Linked DNA regions of Mus musculus: regions 2, 3, 4, 5, 6 and 7 are each linked to region 1. The links are chromatin contacts, called in public ChIA-PET, HiCAR-type, HiChIP or PLAC-seq, Micro-C and promoter capture Hi-C maps. All regions are on one chromosome and are shown on one strand. Each heading gives the region's core, a stretch centred on a gene start, on an enhancer-like site or on the middle of the called end of the contact. The rest is flanking DNA. Distances are from core to core; before and after follow the strand shown. Region 1 holds the start of Yeats2 (YEATS domain containing 2). Region 2 holds the start of Psmd2 (proteasome (prosome, macropain) 26S subunit, non-ATPase, 2). Region 3 holds the start of Lamp3 (lysosomal-associated membrane protein 3). Region 4 holds the start of B3gnt5 (UDP-GlcNAc:betaGal beta-1,3-N-acetylglucosaminyltransferase 5). Region 5 has its middle 27 kb from the start of Lamp3. Region 6 holds the start of A930003A15Rik (RIKEN cDNA A930003A15 gene). Region 7 holds the start of Camk2n2 (calcium/calmodulin-dependent protein kinase II inhibitor 2).

Region 1 (3,378 bases), core at 489-2,988:
ATACTGACCGTATAACAAATATGTCACTCAGATTTAACTCATGTAAAACAGATTGAGGCCGGGTGGTGGTGGTGCATGCTTGCCCCATCTCAATAAATGGTACAGTTATCTATCTATGTGGTTGCTCAAAACAAGAATTAAAAAGGGAATGCAGGGCATGTGGACAAAAATCTATATACTCTCAGCACGCCAGAGGTTGGGACAGAAGAATCCAAAGTTCAAAGCCATCTTTGGCTATATATGGAGTTTGAAGTCACTCTGAGCAACATAAAACCTTGTTTCAAACCCAAAACACACGCACATCAAAGCAACCCTCAGCATTCGGTGCCTGCAACTCCAACTCTTAAAAGTTGAGAAGGTTCAAGAGTTCAAGGCCAACCTGGGCTACAAGCTATCTCTCCCTTTCCCTTCCAAGGCTTGCTAATTCTACCTCCAAACGCTCATCTTTTCACTCTGTCTACTTCCATTTGCAAGGAGTCAATCCAGGCTACCGCAGAAGGCTGCATCCTGACTCCTCAGCACCCCCCCCACACACACACACACACACTTTTGACTTCTCCGGTGTAGTGGTGGGATTGTGCCACTACCTTCTCAAAACCTTTCTACGAGCTTCCTATAAAAAGTAAGTCTGCCAGATGTGGTGGTGGTGGAACCACACCCTTAATCCCAGCACTGGGAAAGCAGAGGCTGGTAGATCTGAGTTCGAGGCCAGCCTGGTCTACAGAGAGGACTGAGGTTCTGAGACAGGTCTATGTATGTATATGAAAGAGACCCCCGTCTAAAACGAACCACAGTTAAGGCACCAACCCCTCATCGGTTGTTTTGGTCCTACCTTTAAGGCAGACTACACAAATATACACACCCATAGTAATTACTTCTGGACACTAGAATTTCTTCTTTGTCCTTGTCTAAATTTTAAAAATATTCTCGGATGAGTACTTGCTACTTATTAATGGCAACGATACTGCTGAATAAATGTGTATTACCTTCTAGTTTATGTTATGGAATTTTAAAAGTGGGTTGTTTCTGCAATTAGGTATGTGCCTAGACAAAAATACTAGCAATATCAAAACTAGTAAGATGTTAGTGAGCTGCAGAATTATAGGACACAGTATTTTTTGTTTAACATAAATACTTGCATAATGGAGATGAGCTCTAAGCCTTATTGTCTTCTGCATAAGCACACCGAGCCGTGTTTCTGGTCAAGTCCTCACTTTCCGAAGCTTCCATAGGACACAGCACCGTCCTACGCTCTCGTGCAGACTTCTCGCAACCTTCCTAAGCCGCCGCAGATTTCTTTGGGCAAATCCAAACTTGCCGAGGCGACCTCGTCTCGGGACCACCCGCGGGTCACCGCGCAAGCTCAGCCGCCTCGGCTGCAAAGCGACCCGTCTGAGGCTGCGCGGCGAGAAGAACCCTCCCCACGCCGGACCTGGCTCTCCGCGGACCCAGGCGCCCACCCGTCCGCGCCGCTGAGCTGTCCGCGCGGCCGCGGTGGGGGAGGGGTGCACGTGCCCGCGCCAGACAATGCCCCGCACAAGACGCGCGCCCGCACCGACACTCACCCTTCCTGCGCGCCCAGCTGCAGCGCCGCCCTGCCGGGACCCGGAACCCCCACGCGGAGAGAAAGAGCGAAAGGTCTCCTCCCGTGGAACCGCCGTGCGAGGCCCGGGACGCGCCCGCGCGGAAGCTCACGACAGAGCAGCCCGCCCGCCGTCAGGCTCCGCCCCGCACGTCACCTCGAGGGCGGGGCGGCGCGGGCGCGCGCGGTGGGGGCGGGGTCGGGGCGGCGTGGCCGCGGGGGGCTAAAGCTGCTCCTGAACTCTGCGTCGCACCTTCAGGTTGACCGCTTGAGCCGGCCAACCGTTGTCTTCCTGCTGAAAGTTTGAGAGAATGCTGGTTCTCTTGTAGTCATGGCAATAGTAACTATGGTGACCGCACTGCTGAGCGTACCATCTTGCGTCACTGTGTTTAGTGATAGAGGTGTATATAGCAGCCGTAACCTAGTATCTAGTATCGCGGGGTAATACTTGTAGTCTGGAGACTGAGGCAGGAGCATCACAAGTACAAAACCTGTCTAGTTACATAGTGAATTCAAGGCCCTGTCTCAAAGTAAAAGTTATTGGTAGAGTGCTTGCTTAGAGCAATGCTGTGGGTCCAACCTCCAGCACCATAAATATATATATTAAACAAGCAAACAAAAAAAAAAAAAGAAAGAAAGAAAGAAAGAAAGAAAGGAAGGAAGAAAGAAAGACGTGGTGGCGCACGCCTTTAATCCCAGCACTTGGGAGGCAGAGGCAGGCGGATTTCTGAGTTCGAGGCCAGCCTGGTCTAAAAAGTGAGCTCCAGGACAGCCAGGGCTATACAGAGAAACCCTGTCTCGAGAAACCCTGTCTCGAAAAACCAAAAAGAGAGAGAGAGAGAGAGAGAGAGAGAGAGAGAGAGAGAGAGAGAGAGAATGAAGGAAGCAAAGACAGGAAGAAGGCATTAATCATTGTGAACCCATTTTAGTAGATGTAGCACCTGAGTGAGGTGTAGTGGTCCCCCCTCCCCCCTCTGGTCCCAGATACTTTGTAGACTGAAAGAAAGGGTGAAGGTTTGAAAACGTTGAAAACTTTTTTGTTTGTTTTGTTTTTTGAGACACTGTTTCTCTGTAGAAACATTTACTTTTGTAGATTTACTTAATGTAGATGCAGCTAATGAATGACAATCCATTAAGCCTCGGTTTTCCCTTTAAAATCGCTTGAAACCAGCTTTCTTCCATGATACTACACACCAAGACTTCCTATTACTTCTTCAGGACTACAGCATCCAGGCTGACCTTGGAGCTGCCTCAGACTTTTTCAGCTCTTGCTCATATTGTACAGCTTGTACATACTTACCACACAAGCTGAGTAGTGAGGTTTTTTTTTTTTTTTTAAGATTTATTTACTATTATACATAAGTACACTGTAGCTGACTTCAGACGCACCAGAAGAGGGCGTCAGATCTCATTACTGGTGGTTGTGAACCACCATGTGGTTGTTGGGATTTGAACTCAGGACCTTTGGAAGAGCAGTCAGTGCTCTTACCTGCTGAGCCATCTCACCAGCCCGAGTAGTGAGTTTTATTATATTTTATGTACATATTGTCAATCTTTTTATGCATTTTGTTTAATATGAAATATTTTAAAAGTTATATTCCTATATCCCCTATATCAAGGCTAGTCATGGGCCAGGAATAGTGGCCCACAACTCTGATCCCAGCATTTAGGAAGCAGAGGCAGATAGATCTCTTTGAGTTCAAGGCTAGCCTGGTTTATATAGTAAGTTCCAAGCCAACCAGAACTAAATAATGAGAACTGTCTTAAAACAAGCCCAGTCATGACACATAGTATAG
Region 2 (3,177 bases), core at 558-3,057, 510 kb before region 1:
AGACAGCTACAGTGTACTTAGATATAATAATAAATAAATCTTAAAAAAAAAAGACATAAAAGGGATGAATGTACATGGGACAGAAGAGAGAGAAGGGACATTAAATATAAGCCTTAGAAAGCCAGGCATACTGGCTTATGCCTCTAACCCCAGCACTCCAGATAGAGGCAGGAGGAGGAGGAAGGTCATAAAATAAAGTTCCGTCTAGGCCACACAGCCGAGTTTGAGGTCAGCTAGAGGGGCTGGAGAAAAGGATCAACACTTAGGAGGACTTCCTGCACGCTCATGAAGATCAGAGTTCAAATCCCAGCACCTATTAAGACATCCCAAAAACCTCCAAAAACCAAAATCAAAAAGACATCCCAAAACCAACTATAAAGACCGAGGGTCTTTAGGCATGCATAGGCGTGACACTTATGCATATGCACATGCATACAAGCACATGCATTCAGGCACACACATATATGCACACACTATAAAAATTTTAAATTAAGTCAGAAACACATCGTGCTAAGAAAATCTTAAGATATAATGAAGCAGAAACTTCTAAGGAGCTGAGAAGCATTCTCAGGCTTTCCACTGGAGAATCAGTCTCACTGTGATGAACTTTCCAGCTAGATGGGGTCCACTAGGCTTTCAGTGACTTAGCATTAAAAAAGGAATTATTCAACTGGACAGGTCCCAGCCATATTCTGAATTACCTTATTCTCCCCAGGGGCCATGTTCTCATAGATTTCCTTCAATTTGCCATAGTGTGGACGCAGAAATTTGAGAGGCTTGGGTACTGAAGTCATGGAAGTTGTAGAAGAACGAATTTGTCTTCTCAGTTCCTCCAGAGCTGGTCGATATAGAGATGTATCTTTCTCCTAATAGGGGATGTTAATGCTCAGACCAAAAGGAGTCACATTTCTCCACATCACGACCCATACATACTTAACCAATGCTTTGGTCAAAGACATAACTGGCTCCTATTTCATGATGCCTCAACCCCTGTAAATGACCTGAGACCCATGACCCCATTTAAATACCCTTTGTAACTCTTCCCTCAAATTATCGTAATATCTAATATGTGGTATCTAATTGTTGCCTCAAAATGAAATAGAGTAAACAAATGAGAAACATCAACTATACTCCCCCTGTAGTAACATCTTGACTCACCCCGAGTCGCTCCACGAGCATCTCCAGTTCATCTTGAAGCTGTTTGTCCTCCTCAGACTGGAGGGTTAGGGGAAGAAGCTCATCAAAAGTGGGGACCCGAATCACATTCTCCTCCCACTTACCCCGGGACAGGTGAAGAGTGTGAATGTCTATGGACAAGAAGAGGGCGTGGGATAGGGAAGCAGCCCTATAGGAAAGGCTGTCTACCTTAGGAACCAGGCAGACTCTGCTTGGAAGCCATTCTAGGAAATAACCAAAGAACCGCGATGTGATGGTGAGGGCCTCAGGGAGTGACAGTGCGTAATGGGGCGGGCAGGGTATAAAGAAAGGGTCGCCCCATCCTGAGTCTCCCCGGTGCGGTGGGCAGTACGGAGTCGGGCCCGAGGCCTTCGAGCCAGCAGTGACTCAGCCCAAGGCCTCCTCCTCGGGCTCCCCAGGCTGCGCCTCACCAGCTCCTGCTCTTTGTCTTTTTCCCCGGCATCCCTTCGCTCCTTGCCACTCGACTTCTCGTCCGCGCCGCTGGGGGTTGTCGCGGAGGGCTGTTGGGACTGCACGGGTGTCTTGTCTCGTCCACCCTCCTCCATCTCCGCCACTACTGCCGGCCTGCTGCGCGCGCACCTGCTCGCACCGCCCCTTTTCCCAGAAGGCCACGCGCGTTGTCCTCCAGACCGGAAGCGCCCTGCGGATCCCGAGTCCCGCCCTCTGGAGCAGGACGGGAATTACTGTTCCGGCTTCCAGCCCGAACGGCTACTGTTGAGTTAGGGTGTCTCTGTGCGTGCAAGGGTGGTCTGACTGCAGAGATGCCTAGCTCTCCGATCCTGTAGCTTCACCACAACTGGATGCATGGTACGATGAGAAGGTCATCCTGAAGACAGGACGTCCATACATGTTCATGCTTGCTTTAGTCCTCTGTAGGAGATTTCTATGAGCTCAAAACTCTTCAAGTCTTGACCGAGTCTGTGTGACTTCGGTGTAATTATGCCACTACTACTGTGGAATAGTAACCGCAAACCATTTCCCCCAAAGTGAAGATGAAATTTACTTATTTATTATCCCAGGTTAGCCTCGAACTTACTTTCTAGCAGAGAATAACTTCATTACAGACATGAGCTGCTGATGCGTGTAGATCTTGGATTCTAGGCATAACCATCCATTTCCACTGCCAATGACTTCTTCAGCCTTTGGAGAGAGATTGAACAGCCCATTGCTGCTCTGCCTGTTCTATAGCCGTATAGTCCTCTGTAGGAAATGTCTACCGGTTTCTGTTTCTATGACTTCTATCACAGATAAGAATACATACATACGTACATACATGCATACATATATCAGGCACATACCATATGTATGGTATATAAATATTTAGTATGTATATTTCATGTATACATATGTGTGTATATGTATATATGTGTGTATATGTATATATATATATATATATAATCAACAGTCACATACCAATTAGTATGTTGGAGATGAATTGGAAATTGTGCCCTAAAAGGTTTATCAAGAAGCTGATGAGTCCAGATGAAGAGGATATGAAAAGCTGTTGGGATATATTTCAAGTTATTTTGTAGGAATACATTGTTTTGAAATAAAAACTTGGAAAAATGTGGGAAACTCAAACTTTCAAAACATGATATTAGAAACAAATCCTGCCATGCACCAGCAGTGTGGTTTTGGTAAGCTACCTAAATTAAGTCTGTTTTCTGCCTATGTGAAGTACAAAAAGTTTCTCTTGTAAGAACACTTAAAGAATGAAATGAGCTGGGCAGTGGTGGCGCACACCTATAATCCCAGCACTTGGGAGGCAGAGGCAGGCAGATTTCTGAGTCCAGCCTGGTCTACAGAGTGAGTTCCAGGACACAGAAAAACCCTGTCTCAAAAAAAAACAAAAAAAAAAAAAAAAGAAAAGAAAGAAAGACAGACAGAAAGAAAGAAATGAGCCAGGCATCGTGGCCCATACTTTCAATCCCAATATTTGGGATTAAATAAGGAGGCAAAGGCAGGTGGATCTCTGTGTGT
Region 3 (3,390 bases), core at 15-2,514, 430 kb after region 1:
CCCTCCAAAATGAGGAAACAATGAACATCACAGTGGCATGCCTTGCACACAGAAAGTACTCTAGAACTACTCCACAACTTTGTGATTGAGAAACTGGCTGGCAAAAGTTTATAGAAATGGTTTCAAGCTATTACATAAAGAGGAGACATAGCAGCTTTATTTATAATAGCCAGAAGCTGAAAAGAACCCAGATGTCCCTCAATAGAGGAATGGATACAGAAAATGTGGTACGTTTATACAATATGGTACTACTCAGCTATTAAAAACAATGAATTTATGAAATTCTTAGACAAATGGATGTATCTGGTGGATATCATCTTGAGTGAGGTAACCCAATCACAAAAGAAAACACATGATATGTACTCACTGATAAGTGGATATTAGCCCAGAAGCTCAGAATCCTTCTTAGAAGGGGGAAAAAACACCCATGGAAGGAGTTACAGAGACAAAGTTTGGAGCAGAGACTGAAGGAACGACCATCCTGAAACTGCTCCACTTGGGGATTCACCCCATAAATAACCACCAAACTCAGACACTATAGCAGATGCCAATAAGAGCCTGCTGACAGGAGCCTGATATAGCTGTCTCCTGAGGGGCTCTGCCAGTGCAGAAGTGGATGCTCACAGCCATTCATTGAACAGAGCACAGGGTCACCAATGAAGGAGCTAGAGAAAGTACCCAGGGAACTGAAGGGGTCTTGAAGCCCCATAGAAGGAACATCAATATGAACTAACCAGTACCCCCCAGAGCTCCTTGGAACTAAATCACCAATCAAAGAAAACACATAGTGAAACTTGTAGCTCTAGCTGTATATATAGCAGAGGATGGCCTAGTTGGTCATCAATGGGAGGAGAGGCCCTTGGTCCTGCGAAGGTTCTATGCCCCAGTATAGGGGAATGCCAGGACTGGGAATGGGAGTGGGTGATTTGGGGAGCAGGGAAAGGGGGGAAGGGATAGGGGATTTTCGGAGGGCAAACTAGGAAAGGGGATAACATTTGAAATGTAAATAAAGAAAACATCTAGTTAAAAAAAAAGTGGAGACCCATCTCATAAGGGAAGGAGATGCCCCAGATTTGCCACCATTCCTGGAAAAATAATTTCTGTTTCCCTTCACCCTAACTAGCCCCCACCCACACTTTCATCTCTTTCAAACACTCCAGGAAGAGGTAAGTGTTTACTTTCTCACTATGAGGTACAGAACAAAGCTTGGCTCTATTAGCTACCTCTCATGATGTGAGATCAGTTTCCCTGCCATAAGTGGATGAGCTTGGTGTTCCTTGGTGTTCTGTGGATCTGCTCTGAAACTGAGTCCATTCCTACAGAAGACTCAAGCACACAACAGTGGTAGAATAATCTTACCTGCCATGCCTGGGCAGATCTCTGCAGTAGCTGTACTCTTCCTGTCCCTGACTGGTAAGTGACACACCCCATTTGCTGTGGTGGCCATTCTTTATCCATTTCTCTTAAATCTAAATGCATGTAGGTGTCCTGGACCAAAGGTGAAGCAGGGAGGGCTATAGGGCTATAGATGCTGTTTCTGCTACTACAGGTATTTAGTGTGAGAACATTTAAAATCTGTTATCTTACATAGGTGGGGCAGACCTATTTTTTTCCATGGGCCTTTATGGTTTGAGTGGAATTTCTGTGAGTTAGAATAGGAATCGATACCAGAAGACATTGCCTATGACACCTATATTAGTACAGATACCATATCAATGTGAGTTTATAAAAATCACGTTGATTTAAGAGAACTAGGCTAGAGCTTAGGAATTGGAGCTGTAGCTGGTTTCATACTCCGTCCTCTGTTTATCTTAAATATGTTGTTTATTTATATAAATAGTGACATGTGAAGATATATCAAAAGTCATCTGATCAGTTCTACCACTTCACAAAGGTGTAAACTGAGGCATCAAAAATGTTATTAAGATAGTGCTATTGCACATCAAGTCAGAGAAGTAGCCTTGGGAGCCAAGCTTTAAATGGCTATTTAAGTACCTAATCTCACTAGAGTATTTTGTGCGAAAGATAATGAGTTCTATCAGGTTCTTGTTCTGTTCTACTAGCAAGTGTATCAAAAAATTTCCAGTTCCTCCTACAACTACTGAATTTAGCTTGTGAGATCACTGACTTAGTCTACACTCCACTGCTTACATGGAGTGGAGGACACTGTGGCCTCAGTTGTTACATGAATCTTAAGGAAGCTGTGCGGTCATGATAGCTGCCTTAATCCAAGTAGTTTTTGTTTGTGCCATGCTTTCAGAATTATAATTTCATGCTCTCCGAAGTACACACACACAAAAAAAAGACTTAATTTGGCAATGTAGTACAATGGTCGTGTTAGCTTAGCTTTGGATCCACTAACTAACACTGTGGGAATAACTTCCCACAACTTAATGTTTTAAGCTAGAAGAAAAAGTAAAAATTGCTGCCTATGCACAGACTCTCATCCCTCTAGAAGTAAAAGTAGGATTAAAGGCTCCTTACTACAAAAAACACAGGCTTAGCTTATTAAACTTTCATTGCTAAGGAAGAAGAGGCAGGACTTTGAATATTTACGTGTGTGTGTGTTTAATACATTAGTAAGCATTTTGTCTTTGTTATTATAATTTCATGTTCTTTCCTAAGTGATACACTAAACACACACAATTGTTTATTGGCTAGTACTTACATATGAGAAATGAACATTTTCTTCTTCTGAGATTAGGTGGCATCACTTTTTCTTCTTTTTTATTATATTTTCATTATTTAAAAGAAGTTTTAAACTTAAACGTATTTTAATTATATTCCTCCCACCTCTCAAGACATTCCAGATCCTTTCCCCCTCCCTACCCAAACAATTTTAAGTCCTTTCTAAAAGAAAAATCCATCAAAACCCAACACAACAACCTCCAATCAAGTAAACAAAGTAAAACCTCAGCCCTCAAGACCCCAAAACAGTGAAAAGTCAGCACCCCCACCAAACTGTAACCAAACATAAATACACTAAAAACTGTGGAATCCATATGTCGGTCAACTACGCCTGAACATGAAGCCTATCCTAAAATGGTTGAAATATTCAGTGTCACTCTATTGGAGAAAACTGACTTTCCCAGAAGGTATAACAATACAGTTGTTAACCTTTATCATAGTGGCCAGGTTTTCATTCATTCATTCATTCATTCATTCATTCATTCATAAAAATATAACAAAATATAATTAAAGCAAAAACTATCACAGTGAAGTTGGACAAGACTAATCAATGTAGGAAAAGAGCCCAAGAGAAGGCACAAGAATTAGAGACCCACTTGTTCTCATACTCAGGAATTCAATAAGGTCACTAAACTGTATCCATAATGTACGTGCAAAGGACCTGGTACAGACTCCTGTGTATTTCGTTTCAGTCTTGAGTTC
Region 4 (3,239 bases), core at 422-2,921, 380 kb after region 1:
TCATACTTTTCTGGGCCAGTTTCACTTTCTCATATACCACTTCCTGGCATCTCTGCCCCTGGGGACCAGACTGTTTCCCAAAATAAAGGCACAGAGGAGCAAATCTAATTTTAATGAATGTACTTTCACCAGAAAGTTAGCCTAAAAATTAGCTCTACCACCACTGACTACCTTGTGATGGCATCTGTGTCCCTGTAACATGACCCATAACCTAAGAAAACCATTACTGCTGTAAAGAATGTGAATCAAAAGCTGTTACTTTTATCTACGGGTATCTGAACAATCACTTTACTAGTATATTAAAGAAAATGGGAGTAAACAGGAGATTCTCATTAGAAAGATCTTTTCCCAATTTCTCCTACCCGCCTGCTTTCCCGTTTTCTTTTCTTTTTTCTTTTCCAGCTAGCAGCTATTCCAAAGAGCCGGTCAGCTCCCTCACGTGCAAGCTACCCTAGGCGGTCAGCCCGAATTCAATCCAGCATTGATAAATCTCAGGACCCAGACTGAAGATGCGCCAAGGCTGGACCTGGCTTCGCGACACCACAGCCACCTCTCCCCATTGGCATTCCGGGTAAATCCGGTGCTCTGGACCCCGCGGGTCGGATCGTACCTGCGGCACAAAAGCGGCAGCTAGGCCTAGGGTGGTCGCCGCCCAGCGCTCGCGCCCACCAGGCCGCAGTGAACAAAGGCGCTCGCCGAGGGAACTCTCCCTTCTTCGCTGCACCTCCGGACCGGGAAGCCCCGGCTCGCAACGAAGAGCCGTCTGTCTTCCTGACCATTCCACCCTGATGCCCCCGGGCCGCCCGTGTGGACTACCCTCTGCACCCCTTCCCGCCTCCCGGTCGGGTCCGGGCTAGAGGAGGGGAAGCTAGAGGTGGGGCGGGTCCCGGGACTCTCAGCTAGCAGCCTCGGGGAGAACCTCAGAGCCGGCACAAAGCTAGCCCAGCCAGAGACTTAGACTCTGCAGGGGCTTCGAGAGTGCCCGGTCTAAAGCAGACTGCGAAGCCACGCTCCCCGACAGAGGGACCTTGGCTCACAGTAGGATGCAGCGGGCACTTTGGGTGGGCAGTGACTGACCTTTCATCCAGGAGCGGCGTTGGTTAAGACTGGAGACCCATTCATCCAAACCACGTTTCAGTTAGTCATTTCCGAGCTGAAGGTTTTGAGTGGACAGCGGTTCTCCCATCGTCTCGTAGTTTCCTAGCAAACCCTAAGAGCCCGCCGGTCTTCTGTCAGGACACTTAGGACTTGAGCTCCTGGGAGCCTAAGTAACAAAGAAAGGAAACGCACATTTATTTGAAGCGAAGACTGCACGCCTTATGACTGCACAGCAACAGTTCGTTTTAAAAGCAGACCCTTCCCCTGTGTTCAGCCTCCCCATTGATTTACATTCCAACCCAGGGAATTTCAAGCATTGTAAAACTCACCGAGGAACCCAAGTCCTTAAATGTCCCAGAGGTCCGCTGTCCTCCTAGAAGCCCTGGGGGAAAAGTCTCAAGAACAAAAGTTGCAAACTAAATTTCGGTTGTAAGCGAGGAAGCTAGGGCAGGGCTCCAAGAGAGACCCCGCTGGAGCCGGCTAGAGCCGGCTGAGAGGGGCGGGCCTGATTAAGGGTCTTGGCTCACTCAGGCTGGGGCGCAGCCGCAGGAGCCTCCAGCTGCTTATTTGGTCACTCCACTCCAGGCTTCCTCGGGAATGCTCAGCCCCGCCCCTCCCCTACCCCGGTCTGTGAAGGTGACGTGCCCCGCCCTAAAGTGCTATCTGTGAGGACTCCAGGAAGCGATTGCCTCACTTGTTTGCTAATAACTAAACTATAGATTCAGAAGACCAAATGTGCACCTGAGCCCAAAGGAAAGTTCTTGTTCGGCCTGTAACCAGACATTATCAGGATAGTGTAGACATCAGCTGAAGGAGCAAGTAAATAAATCTTTTTTTTTTTTTTTTTTTGTAGCTAATTGCTTGCTTAAAAAAATGCTGTTCTAGACTTTTCCTTATAGAAGCATTCAATAGAGCTCCTATTTTGAGCAGTTTTGTAGTTATACATACTGAAAACAGGACAAGAAAAAAAATCCAAAAATGTCAAGTCCAAATATGGGTTTGTAATTGTAAAAGTCAGTAAGTTCAAAGTAGTTGCTGAATCAGTTTAAAACACACTTGTTATTTCAAACTCTAGTTTTAGGAGATTTTGCAACTGCATTTTAAAAGCCCTTCAGCGTATTTCCAATCCTGAAATTCTTTTCATGTGTTACTCACACAAGGCATGGTTCGCTGTTAACTCACCTGTCCAGAAGACCACAAGCAGAAATACTAATGTAATGGGACTCCTAATGGAGTCTGACAGTGATCTATAAAGAGGAGCATTCATTGTTCCTACAGGGTTAATCACCCCCCAATTATCTTCTTAAATCCTGACTAATCCTTTATATGGTCCTCCCTAAAACACATGTGTATTTTGTATTCACATACATATATTCAAGTGGGACTTTGTTCCTTTTCGGTCATTTGGAACTAGTTACATGTGTCAGTTTATATAGGTAGGCACATGGGAAATATGAACTGATGAGAAAATATACACACACACACACACACACACACACACACACCCCTTTCCAACCTCTATACAAATAGACATGTGGACTAATGATTTTAAAAGTAAACCCATATGGTATCATATGCCTGTAATCTCAGCACTCAGAATGATTTTCATGAGTTCAAAGGCAGCCTTGATCACATAGTGAGTATCAGGTTAGCCTAGGGATACATATAATACTGCTGCTGCTGCTGCTGCTGCTACTACTACTACTACTACTACTACTACTACTACTACTACTACTAAAAATCCAGAGTAGAAAAATTAGTGAGCTGTAGAGTTGGGGTGGGAGGGGTAATGGTTAAAGAACCTGAGGCTAAGAGATGAGGAAGGGCAAAGAGGCCCAGAATGACCTCTCTGGGCCCAGACAGATATATGTATGTATGACAGGCCCATGATGTATGATGTTACACACACACACACACACACACACACACACACACACACGCACACACAGACACAGACACAGACACACACACCAGGGGACAGGCAAAGGAGGTCCTCCCATTCATCTAGAAGGATTCCCTAGACCATCCAGATCCTCATCCACAGTACCATAGAGAAATGTATGATTTCATTGCCAGTGATTGCATGAAGCTTGTGAGATGGTCTGGGAGTAAAATTAGATCATAACAACAGGAGGAAAGAG
Region 5 (3,189 bases), core at 268-2,767, 410 kb after region 1:
GACCTGGGAGACAGATTTTCTCCTCTGAGTTTCAGTGCTCAGAGCACTCTCTGCTGGCAAGCTCTCTTACAGGGAAGGAGCGCAGATATCTTGTTTTTGGACCTCCTCCTGGTCGAAGAAGAAGGCCCAAAACAGGGCCTCTCTCAGAAGCTGTGTTGCTTTGGCAGTTCCCAGAAGCTGTCAGCTTCTGTGGTGCAGACTCTCACCTGTGCAGACTAAATTCCTAAGTTCCAGGGAGTCCTGGAACCAAGATGGCGACCGCTGCTCCTGAGGCTGAGGCCGCCTCCCGAGCCAGGCGGACACCTGTCCTCTGGTCCGGACGGTGGCCGGCTGTCTGCAGCCTGCAAAGGGTACTGCCTCAGCGGCTCTGTGCTTCTGCCCGTTCCAGAAGCTGTCCGGTTCTCTGGCGCACCCTCTAACCTGTTCAGACTAATTTCGTAAGTTCTGCTGAGTCCCGGAACCAAGATGGCGACCGCTGCTGCTGAGGCTGAGGCCACCTCCCAAGCCAGGCAGACACCTGTCCTCTGGTCCGGATGGTGGCCGGCTGTCTGCGGCCCGCCAAGGGTGCTGCCTCAGCGGCTCTGTGCTTCCGCCCGTCCCAGAAGCTGTCCGGTTCTCTGGCGCACCCTCTAACCTGTTCAGACTAATTTCCTAAGTTCTGCTGAGTCCCGGAACCAAGATGGCGACTCTTTCTTTCTTTCTTTCTTTCTTTCTTCCTTTCTTTCTTTCTTTCTTTCTTTCTTTCTTTCTTTCTTTCTTTCTTTCTTTCTTTTTTCTCTCTTGAATATAGGAAAGAAACACACAGGTAATGTGGGACATCTTTAATAAAAAAAAAAACTTTTGAGTTATAGGTATAGATGCAGGAGAAGAATCCCAAGTCAATGACATAGGATAAATCTTCAACAAGATCACAGAAGAAAACTGTCCCAAACTAAGGAATGATACCCATACACCAAACACACACAAAACACCAAATAGACAGAATCAGAAAAGAAAATCCTCATGGCATGTCATAGTTAAAACACCAAGCACACACAGAAAAGAAAGTGTATTGACACCTTCAATACACAATCCTGCTCGTATGAGCAGTGACATTATTGGTTATTTTATTAAACGAAATCATAACATCAGAATTAAGAAAGCTCCATCATTACAAAAAGTGATCAATAGTTTCCCTTTCTTCTTCCTACCTCCTGCTGGGTTTATCAACTCCTAACCTCATTTTTACACTACAAAGCATAGTTTTAGCAAGTCAAAAGCTAAATGTCTAGCCAGGCATATCCTGTAGACATGAGCACATACCCAGCTGGTAGCAAATGTGGTTATATAGTTATGCAAGGTGAGAGACGGAATTAAACAATACTTTTCTAATTGGTTCATTGTACCAAGCATGTACCTATTAATTACTGATATCATTTGTCTAAGAACCATTTTCAACTCTCTACTGACTACATATAACTTCCCCATTTTCTGTTTTTGTTGATCAGACATAGCTTCCTCATTTTAGCTCTCTGTGATTCAGACATACCTTTCTCAGAACAGTAAGGCAAGTCAGACCCACCACTCTCCAGAACTGCCACAGGCTTACTCAGTGTGACTGTAGTTGTTTCTTTTGGGACATAATTACATGTCCCTAAATTCCCAGGATTAATGGTCACATCTGGAGAATCTATATGGGCACATTTCTCTTATCAACTCTCAGAAGTTATTGACATATATGTTATCTAGATACAACTAGAAAATTTTTTGTTTTTCATCATATAGACTTTCAAGCTTTGGAGAATGATTAAGGGACCTTAAACCAACAGAGTTACATTGGCATAGAAGAGTGTAGATTGACTATAAATGGGAGGAGTTAACAGCAGTTCAGCACACAAGGTCCAAAAATTAAGAGAATATTATTAAGACTATGATAAACACAGTTCATTTCTACCTTAAAATTTTAAAGTTTCAATTCTAAAGCTCTTTTTCAATGAGATGGAGGGATTTGGCTTTGCCTCAGTCTGACTTTGTAGATCCAAGAAAGCAAATGATAGTGTGTTTTTGTTTTTGTTTTGTTTTTCTATTCAGAATGATTCTCAGTTTCATGAGGTCATATTTATTAATTGTTGATCTTAGTGCCTGTGCTAGCACTATTCTCTTTTGTCAGGTTCAGTGTATGTGACCTGATGCTGAAGTCTTTGATGTCTTTAGAGTTGTGCATGGTCATAACTATGGATATCATCTGCTTGCATTCTTCCACATGCAGCCATCCAGTTGAACTAGCTTCATTTACTGAAGAGGCTATATTTTCCTTTTGAGCATATGTTTTTGACACTTTAAAAATCAGATGTCCATAGATGTGTGGATTTATATCTGGGTCCTCAATTCAGTTCCATTGATCATTGTATTTGTTTTTATGCCAATACCATGTTATTATTACTATAGCTCTGTAATACAATTTTAGGTTAGAGATACCTTCAGTGATTCTTTTGTTATGAGTTTTTTTAATATTTATTTATTTTTTTCTTTTTATTTTTTTTATTTTTTTTCCATTTTTTATTAGGTATTTAGCTCATTTACATTTCCAATGCTATACCAAAAGTCCCCCATACCCACCCACCCCCAATCCCCTACCCACCCACTCCCCCTTTTTGGCCCTGGCGTTCCCCTGTACTGGGGCATGTAAAGTTTGCGTGTCCAATGGGCCTCTCTTTCCAGTGATGTCCGACTAGGCCATCTTTTGATACATATGCAGCTAGAGTCAAGAGCTCCGGGGTACTGGTTAGTTCATAATGTTGTTCCGCCTATAGGGTTGCAGATCCCTTTAGCTCCTTGGGTACTTTCTCTAGCTCCTCCATTGGGAGCCCTGTGATCCATCCATTTAATATTTATTTATTTATTTTATTATATATAGGTATACTGTAGCTGTCTTCAGACACTCCAGAAGAGGGCATCAGATTTCGTTATGGATGGTTGTGAGCCACCATGTGGTTGCTGGGATTTGAACTCAGGACCTTTGGAAGAGCAGTCGGCGCTCTTAACCACTGAGCCATCTCACCAGCCCCAGTTTTTTGTTTTTTTAAACAATTCTTGGTGCTTTGTGTTTCTGTATGAAGAGGAAGTTTATCCTATCAATTTCATGCCATCTTCATAATAGAGATCCTTTGACTTCTTCTCTTACTATTTATATCCACTTGATCGTCAGTT
Region 6 (3,396 bases), core at 734-3,233, 260 kb after region 1:
AGGCAACAGAGTCAGAGACAGCCCCTGCTCAACTGCAGTTATTTTCAAAGGTGCCAAGGTTGATGAAAATGCCTCTCTTCCCTAATAACTAAGTATAATAGAAAGACTTCTAGGCATAGTCACTGATCAAGCATGGGTTTGCTCAGCTATGGCCAAACAAACAAACAAATAAAAAACCAGAAAATATGTCATCATGAAATCTGTCCTATGTCACAGTGTGTCCCACAGTATATCCCTCTGTCCACACATCTTCACTTGCAAATGCTAATTGCAATGAGTCATTGGTCTTGCTTGAGGTATCTCCCATCTGTGACTCCATCCAAATTGGATCCTCGCCAGATCTCCACCTGATTATCTTGTTGTTGTCCTGTGTCAGGAAGATCCCGCAGCTTTGAATCAGCAGGACTGTCCCTTTCCTGTGTCCCAGTTGTCCATAGATGGTGTAGAATTTGGGGTGGGCCAACTTAGAACCCTGGATCTAGTAGCTGAGCTGGTCAGCCCACCTGCTCTTCTTTATCTGCACCACCAGGGTGATATAACCACCAGGGCAAGAAAAACAAGAAGAGATAATGAAGAGGTCAACTCAGAGCCTTTGGAAAATTCCACTGGACCCCTCCCCTCCTGGAAGAGACAGGTCAGAGAGCACACAGGCCAGAAGGGAGAGGCTGAGTAAGCCCCTACTACCTCATTTCCTAAAGACCAATCAGTTTAAAGGGTGTATTGTTCTGCCAATCATATTGTGCCTAGTTGCTGATGCTCTATTCCGCCCCTGGAAACTGTATAAAAAACTTTCTGAATGGGCTGCCGGGGGTCACCACCTCTCCTTTGGATCTGGGACAAGCCCAGTGTGCTGGAACAATAAATTCCTCTTGTTTTTTTCATTGATTCCTGGCTCTGAGTGGTTCACTCAGAGGGTCCCCTGTAAGCTAAGGCTCCCCAGAGTCTTACAATAACACTCAAAAAGAATAAGCAGAAGAAAATAATCAAACTCAGGGATGAAATCAATTAATTAGAAACAACAACTAAAAAAAAATTACAAAGACTCAATGAAGTGACAAGTTAGTTCTTTGAGAAAATTAACAAACTTTTAGGCAAATTAACCTAAACCTGAATAGCAGGCAATAGGGCGAGAAGAACTCAAATACCCATCTTTGAAAGAAACACATCTCTAAAATTGCACGTGTAGATAAACAGGCCTCGCACTCATGAAGGAAAGAAAAATGTATGTTCAACAGTATTTTTTATTTTCTTATTTTATAAACATTATTATTAAAAAGCTTGTAAATAAATAAAACCACCACAAAACATTAATTATTTTAATATGAACCCAATGCAGTCTAGCTGCTTCCTTGCACTGCTATGGCTTAACAGTGTCTGTGCGAGACGGAGACAGGATAGTTTAAAGTTTTCTGAGGTTTCCCCTGCCTGTCGGAGCTGAATACTCTTCGTCTTATCTTGAAAAGGCAAACATTTACAAAGCTATCCTAGGAAACGCTTGGCAAGCTGTCCAGTTAAATTATAAAACACCATTGTTTAGTGAAGAAAAATGACTAACGGCTACACATATCTGAGTCTATAAATGTGGTTAAGCTGCAATAGAAACAATTTTTTTCAGAGATCACAGAACCTAGAGACCACCCAGAGGTGTCACATAGGCAGAGCCTTTAGACATTTATGTATGTTTCACTTAACTATTTTGTTTTCTGTTTCATGCTGTAATCTTTACGTTCTAGAACACAACATTAATCACATTAAAAACAAAATAAAATGTATCAGGAAAAGGCAGCCTATTTCCTGTGTCTTTGCCCAGGGTAGCTCTGCAACATGAAGCCATTTTTCTTGTTCTAGTGCAGCTCTTGCGTACCACAGCAAGACAGAGCATTCTTCACTAGGAAACTGATGTCATACTTGCAGCTGTTTCTCTGGAGCAGCTGGGGCTTTTGAGCCGTTTACCGTTTGCTGTGTCAGCCTGGGGCCTCCTTAGATGGTAAATTCCCTTAGCAGCAGGCAGCAGTGCTAAGTTGGCTTCTGCTTTGGCAGCCTGGAGAGCTTGGAAGAAAAGCCGAGTTAAACTGACCTGACAGAATAGTCTTCCAAAGAATATCTTTTCATAATTTTATCCATGTTTTAAAATTGAATTTAATAATTTTAATCGTTTTAATAATTTAACCGATGGCTTATCTCATAATGCGATGCTGTCTTCACCCCTCAGCACCCCTTCTGTTTCAAAATGAGTTCTGGAAGTCTGTGGAAGCCTAATCTGTCAGCACTCACTAATCCCCAGGATCAGCTCTCACAAAGAAGAAACCTTGAGTGATCTTCAGGGAGATTAGGTAGGAGGAGGTTTAACTATACCAATGCAGCCAGTACCTAGAGCAGGATGGAGGCCAGAGAAGATGGTGACCTTGCGTCCTGGAACTCCATCTCTGTTCTGTGCAGGCAATGCGAGGACCCAGACCCCAGATACTCACCATACATGGTGGTGCGGATAGCAGAGGCAGAGATGAGGGCCTATCATCGTTTCTTGGGGAGCTGCACCAGCCTGGAATACAGAGCAAATAAAGGTAATGCTGTGTTTGCATTTTTCCCCATTTATCCTCATTGCTACTACAATCATGGCTTAACTAAGAAATTTCAGAATTAAATTTAAAGATTTTTTTTTTTACAACTATGTTTTCTTGTTAAAAAGAGTTTTAAAGAAGCACCAATTAGCTATTATAATCCTGGAAGTAGTCATTTATTGAGATAGATTCACAATAAAAATAGATGATCAGCTGAAAGAACCAGGTGATGAGATAGCATGTTGCAGCCGAGAAGGCTTATTTTCAAAGCACAGATGTGTGTGTAGATCTATATGCATATTGAATATCACCGACCAATGTGATAACTAGTTCATCATGGTAAAAGGATAGCATTTTTAATTTTTTTGTTCAGGTACACTTTCTATTTAAAAAGAAATGTATTGCTCTTATATAATGAAAGTAAGAATACACATGATTAAGTTGACGGGCTGAAGGAAAGTGTTGAGTCTGGAGGATTCTTGTTAGACATGTGATCTAGTAACACATTGATGCGGTGAGTGGGAAGGGTAGCACTTCTCCTGCGTGGGCTCTGAGGAGTCCTCTCTGTCTCTCTCAAGGACTTGGAAGCTAGCAAGGCAGATGCTGTTAACTGTAGTACTTGCTTGCTTTCAGGGGTTCTGCTCTGTGGAAGGCCTGCCTGCTGCTCCTGTGGACAGGAGAGCTTTCCTGTGAGCCCCTTGGAGGGCTTCCCTGCTAGGAGGCTTTTTTTTTTTCTCTGAAAATGTTTATGTTACATTTATTCTTCTTTGGTCATGGATTAAACCCAGTGCCTCTGTTGCTCTAGTCTTCTTCTTCTTCTTCTTCTTCTTCTTCT
Region 7 (3,260 bases), core at 758-3,257, 480 kb before region 1:
ACACTTATTGGGAAGATGAAGAGTATACTGCTAAGATTTTGGTGGCTTTATTTTTCTAAAGTTATATAAGTAGCAATGATTTTTGTTTGTTTTTGGACAAGGTCTCATTATGTAGCCCTGAACTTACTGTGTAGATGCAGCTGGCCTCAGACTCACAGAGATCAGCCTGACTGATCACAGAGATGAATGGCCAACTCCACCAGGACCAACACAAATGATTTTTAAAAACACGATTATTGGGCCTTCAATTCAAGGTCATTCAGAAAATGGCAGATTCTGGATTGAAAGTCATAGCTGTGCAACTTCCAGGGGAAGGAGGTGTTTTGGACAATCTGATCACCCAGAGTTATTCTGTCCTTCCTTTCAGATGTCAGGGTCAGTCTTTCTCACCCCAGGGCTCAGTTGGGGACCATTCCTCCCAGCCAAAAAGATGGCGTACAGGAGTGTTAGAAGGAACCCCTGTTAGGCTACACCCCAGAGGTAATCTCAATCACTCCTCTTCCCTATCCCACAGGCCCTGTTCAGAGTCCTGACAGCAGAGACCTTTGCATTAAACACCCGAAGGGAGAAAAATCAGCAACCCAGCAATCTCACTAGCGTGATTTGGCGGGACTAAAGGGAAGGTGTCTTGCTTGGAGCATGGGCAAAAGCAATAGCGTCATTATTGTCTTTACCAGCCCGTCACTGTGAGTGAATGTGAGACACACCCTCCCTCCCAAGGCCAGTGATTGCGCCAGAGCCCTCTCGCGCCAGAGAGCGGGTGACGCTGCAGCTGACTGCTAGCAGGGCAGGGGCGGGGTTTGTGGGGGGGCGGGGGGCGCAAGAGGTGAAAGGAAGTGTGCGTGTTCTTTTCAGGGGAGGGAGAGAACTCTACCCCAGGCCCCAGCAACAAGGGCGGGGGACACCCTGTCCCTGCTGATGCTTATTAGCGCGCGCCTCTTGCTCAGGCACTCCGGGCTTCCCTGCGTCATCCGCATCCAGGGCGCCCGCCGCGACGCTGCCATTCATTTCTCCCACACTGCCAGCTAGAGCAAGCCTCCCAGGCTGAGGGAACCGCGTGGAGCGACTGGCGCTTTGAGTCTGGATTTTGGCGCCAACAGCGGTCCTAGGGTTTGTGGGGAGTCTATTCTGGCGCGCGCTGCGGTTGCAGTGTTTAAGATCCTTCCCCTGAAAGGCCGCAACGCAGTCTCGGGGGACAGACCCAGTGGTACTCATACAGGGACCAGGTATGCAGACAGATACAGAAATTCAAAACTAGCACACAGAGACCAAGATCAGATACACAGAGGTAGACTGACAGATGCTCAGACAGTCGAATACAAATTGGCCAACTGATGGAGACCTACGCGCAACCAGGATACAGGAACGCGCCAAGCACGGTGGCACCACCCCCAGGCCCGAGCTCTTCCCGCGCTCCAGTCGGATGGTTCCTTCCCCTCTCTCTACGCGTAGTTGGCCCTTTCCCGGTCGCGTTTCAGAGCCCAGGGCTGTGTTCACAGCCAGCCTGGCCGTCGCCTTCTGGGGCCCCGCCGCGCCCCCAGCTTTTGGCGCTCAGTTCTCTGTTGCTCTCCCCTAACCGCGGGTGCCGTCACTCCCCTTCTCCCCTAAGCACTCGGCTAGCCGCTCCCGCCTAGCTGTCGCCTGCACCGGCCGCTGCGGTTCCCCCGGGCCCACGTGGCGGCCATTCCCGGCCACCTCGCGGGAACCTCCCACGGCCGCGCGTTCCACTCCAGGGATCACCGGACTCCCTCGAACCGCTGGGCCCCGCCTCTTTCCGCTGGCCGGTTCCCGCCCCGCCTCCACCGCGCCCCGCCCGCCGTTCTCTGCCGCAGTCGGGCGCTCATCGTCATTCCGCTCTCGCCGCCGCCGCCGCCCCCGCCCCGCCCCCGCCCGGTCCCCGCCGCTGCCGCCGCCGCCTGCCCAGCGGCCCGGGAGGCGGAGGCGCGGGGGAGGAGGCCCCGCTCGGCTCCGCAGTCCCGGATGCTGTATGACTTCATCCTTCCGCCGGCTCCCCTGCTGAGCTAGGGCCGGTCCGGCAGCTAGCCTCTGCCCGTGCCCCGCCGCAGTCCCTAGCCCGCCCGGTGCCCGCCATGTCCGAGATCCTACCCTACGGTGAGGACAAGATGGGCCGCTTCGGCGCAGACCCCGAAGGTTCCGACCTCTCTTTCAGCTGCCGCCTGCAGGACACCAACTCCTTCTTCGCTGGCAACCAGGCCAAGCGGCCCCCCAAGCTGGGCCAGATCGGCCGAGCCAAGAGAGGTACGCGGCCCGGGCCCGGAGTCGCCGCCTGACCCAGAAACCCTTCGCCTGGCGTCCCCAGGCTGCCGTTCCCCGTCAAGTGGCAGCTGCTCTTGCCGCAGACCAGCGCAGCCAGCTGCGTACCCGCCCGGGGTGGGGAGGGTCCCTGCTGTGGAGTTGTCCCATTCTTTCCCTCTCCCGGGAATACTGTGTCCCGGATTCGAAGCTCTCCACTTCTGGAAAAAGAGCCCCGGCTCCTGGTCAAGGGGGAGGGGCCGCTTAGGGTATTTGGGGCTGCTTGGCACTGGGAACACAAGGTGGTGGGCCAATTCCTTGGGCTGAGATGAGTAGGTGGATGTTACTGGAGGGCACCGAGGCCAGGGGTTCGGTCGTCTTGATTGTTTGTATTGGGAGGGGACTCAGGAAGGCACTATCAAAACAGGGATTCAGGTAGAGGAAAGGGTTACACCAGGTGACAGTTTCATCTGAGCTCAGTTCGAGGAGGGGGTTGTGTCGAAGGCAGAGGTTTCTGGTCGGCTTAGATGGAGGAAGGCTCAGGTGACGGGAGGGTTCGCATTGGGAGTCTTCGGAAGAGGGGTGTTCCCACATAGGGAGGTTTGGGTGCCAGGCTTGGTAGCAGGTAGGGTCCGCGGGAGAGTTCGGGTAGGGAGGGCATAGGGTTTTGAGCCGTGTCGCGGAAACACAGGCAGTAGAGTAGATCTGCGCGGGGCTTGAGGACACCGGCCCCACTGTCGCCGCCGCCCCCCGAGACCGCGCGGCTGATGCGCTTTCTCCCTGCGCAGTGGTGATCGAGGATGACCGGATAGACGACGTGCTGAAGGGGATGGGGGAGAAGCCTCCGTCCGGAGTGTAGACGCGCCGGCTCTGGCGGCGGGCTCCGGGCCCAGCCCCGCAGCGGCCAGGAGCACGGGCCGGCGATGCGGCTGCCGGCGCACCCCCGCCCGGGGCCGAGGTGCCTACGGGCGGGGGCTGCAGGGCCACGCCGCCACGGGGTCAGTGTT

What was found. Promoter capture Hi-C pulls out the DNA fragments that hold promoters and counts their contacts. Hi-C and Micro-C count contacts between places; a contact is called where the count stands out from the background. ChIA-PET counts read pairs in DNA pulled down with a chosen protein or histone mark. HiCAR-type assays count read pairs that join an accessible place to other places. HiChIP or PLAC-seq counts read pairs in DNA pulled down with a chosen protein or histone mark.
Region 2: an RNA polymerase II ChIA-PET map of effector CD8 T cells shows a contact between it and region 1, with 6 read pairs. The contact joins the promoter of Psmd2 here to the promoter of Yeats2 in region 1. A contact is called at or near these places in 2 of 39 promoter capture datasets (cranial neural crest and frontonasal cranial neural crest), 1 of 115 datasets of contacts at active chromatin or transcription factors (effector CD8 T cells) and 1 of 9 other capture datasets (adipose tissue).
Region 3: a promoter capture Hi-C map of the SN4741 cell line shows a contact between it and region 1, with 2.6 times the contacts expected there. The contact joins the promoter of Lamp3 here to the promoter of Yeats2 in region 1. A contact is called at or near these places in 8 of 39 promoter capture datasets (the C10 cell line, the HPC-7 cell line, the SN4741 cell line and 5 more) and 1 of 9 other capture datasets (adipose tissue).
Region 4: a contact with region 1 is called in a Micro-C map of embryonic stem cells, with 8 times the contacts expected there. The contact joins the promoter of B3gnt5 here to the promoter of Yeats2 in region 1. A contact is called at or near these places in 15 of 39 promoter capture datasets (the 3T3-L1 cell line, the C10 cell line, HPC-7-derived erythroid cells and 10 more), 3 of 484 Hi-C or Micro-C datasets (all in embryonic stem cells), 9 of 115 datasets of contacts at active chromatin or transcription factors (the 230-238 cell line, astrocytes, cardiomyocytes and 5 more) and 4 of 9 other capture datasets (adipose tissue, liver, macrophages and 1 more).
Region 5: a HiCAR-type map of astrocytes shows a contact between it and region 1, with 2.7 times the contacts expected there. The contact joins the enhancer-like site here to the promoter of Yeats2 in region 1. A contact is called at or near these places in 9 of 39 promoter capture datasets (the 3T3-L1 cell line, the C10 cell line, the HPC-7 cell line and 4 more), 2 of 15 datasets of contacts at CTCF or cohesin (large pre-B cells and pro-B cells), 1 of 484 Hi-C or Micro-C datasets (bone marrow-derived macrophages), 3 of 115 datasets of contacts at active chromatin or transcription factors (astrocytes, fibro-adipogenic progenitors and large pre-B cells) and 2 of 9 other capture datasets (adipose tissue and macrophages).
Region 6: a promoter capture Hi-C map of neural stem cells shows a contact between it and region 1. The contact joins the promoter of A930003A15Rik here to the promoter of Yeats2 in region 1. A contact is called at or near these places in 6 of 39 promoter capture datasets (the C10 cell line, embryonic stem cells, epiblast stem cells and 3 more), 1 of 484 Hi-C or Micro-C datasets (rod photoreceptor) and 3 of 9 other capture datasets (adipose tissue, liver and macrophages).
Region 7: a FOXA1 HiChIP or PLAC-seq map of pancreatic cancer cells shows a contact between it and region 1. The contact joins the promoter of Camk2n2 here to the promoter of Yeats2 in region 1. A contact is called at or near these places in 1 of 484 Hi-C or Micro-C datasets (embryonic stem cells) and 2 of 115 datasets of contacts at active chromatin or transcription factors (microglia and pancreatic cancer cells).

Annotation. Positions count from the first base shown.
Region 1 is chr16:20,139,423-20,142,800 of GRCm38.p6, reverse strand. Yeats2 (YEATS domain containing 2) reads right to left here and starts at 1,738. Exons shown (of 31, transcript NM_001145930.1): 1 at 1,566-1,738.
Region 2 is chr16:20,650,282-20,653,458 of GRCm38.p6, reverse strand. It overlaps Psmd2 (proteasome (prosome, macropain) 26S subunit, non-ATPase, 2), which reads right to left and starts at 1,807. Exons shown (of 21, transcript NM_134101.2): 1 at 1,608-1,807; 2 at 1,159-1,215; 3 at 702-866. The coding sequence starts at 1,742.
Region 3 is chr16:19,704,239-19,707,628 of GRCm38.p6, reverse strand. Lamp3 (lysosomal-associated membrane protein 3) reads left to right here and starts at 1,264. Exons shown (of 6, transcript NM_177356.3): 1 at 1,264-1,413. The coding sequence starts at 1,365.
Region 4 is chr16:19,758,666-19,761,904 of GRCm38.p6, reverse strand. B3gnt5 (UDP-GlcNAc:betaGal beta-1,3-N-acetylglucosaminyltransferase 5) reads right to left here and starts at 1,671. Exons shown (of 4, transcript NM_054052.3): 1 at 1,428-1,671; 2 at 1,078-1,264.
Region 5 is chr16:19,731,424-19,734,612 of GRCm38.p6, reverse strand. No RefSeq gene overlaps it. Among named protein-coding and RNA genes, the nearest start is that of Lamp3, 27 kb to the right of the region's middle. Within about 2 kb of position 1,517, at least 22 of the 459 cell types and tissues checked have an H3K27ac peak or open chromatin away from gene starts, as enhancers often do. A contact at or near this core is called in pro-B cells, where this site is marked.
Region 6 is chr16:19,882,861-19,886,256 of GRCm38.p6, reverse strand. It overlaps A930003A15Rik (RIKEN cDNA A930003A15 gene), which reads left to right and starts at 1,983. Exons shown (of 3, transcript NR_027896.1): 1 at 1,983-2,333; 2 at 2,440-2,564.
Region 7 is chr16:20,620,025-20,623,284 of GRCm38.p6, reverse strand. It overlaps Camk2n2 (calcium/calmodulin-dependent protein kinase II inhibitor 2), which reads left to right and starts at 2,007. Exons shown (of 2, transcript NM_028420.2): 1 at 2,007-2,259; 2 at 3,042-3,260. The coding sequence starts at 2,091. The coding sequence ends at 3,112. All of the region lies in intron 2 of Eef1akmt4-ece2 (Eef1akmt4-Ece2 readthrough), which reads right to left.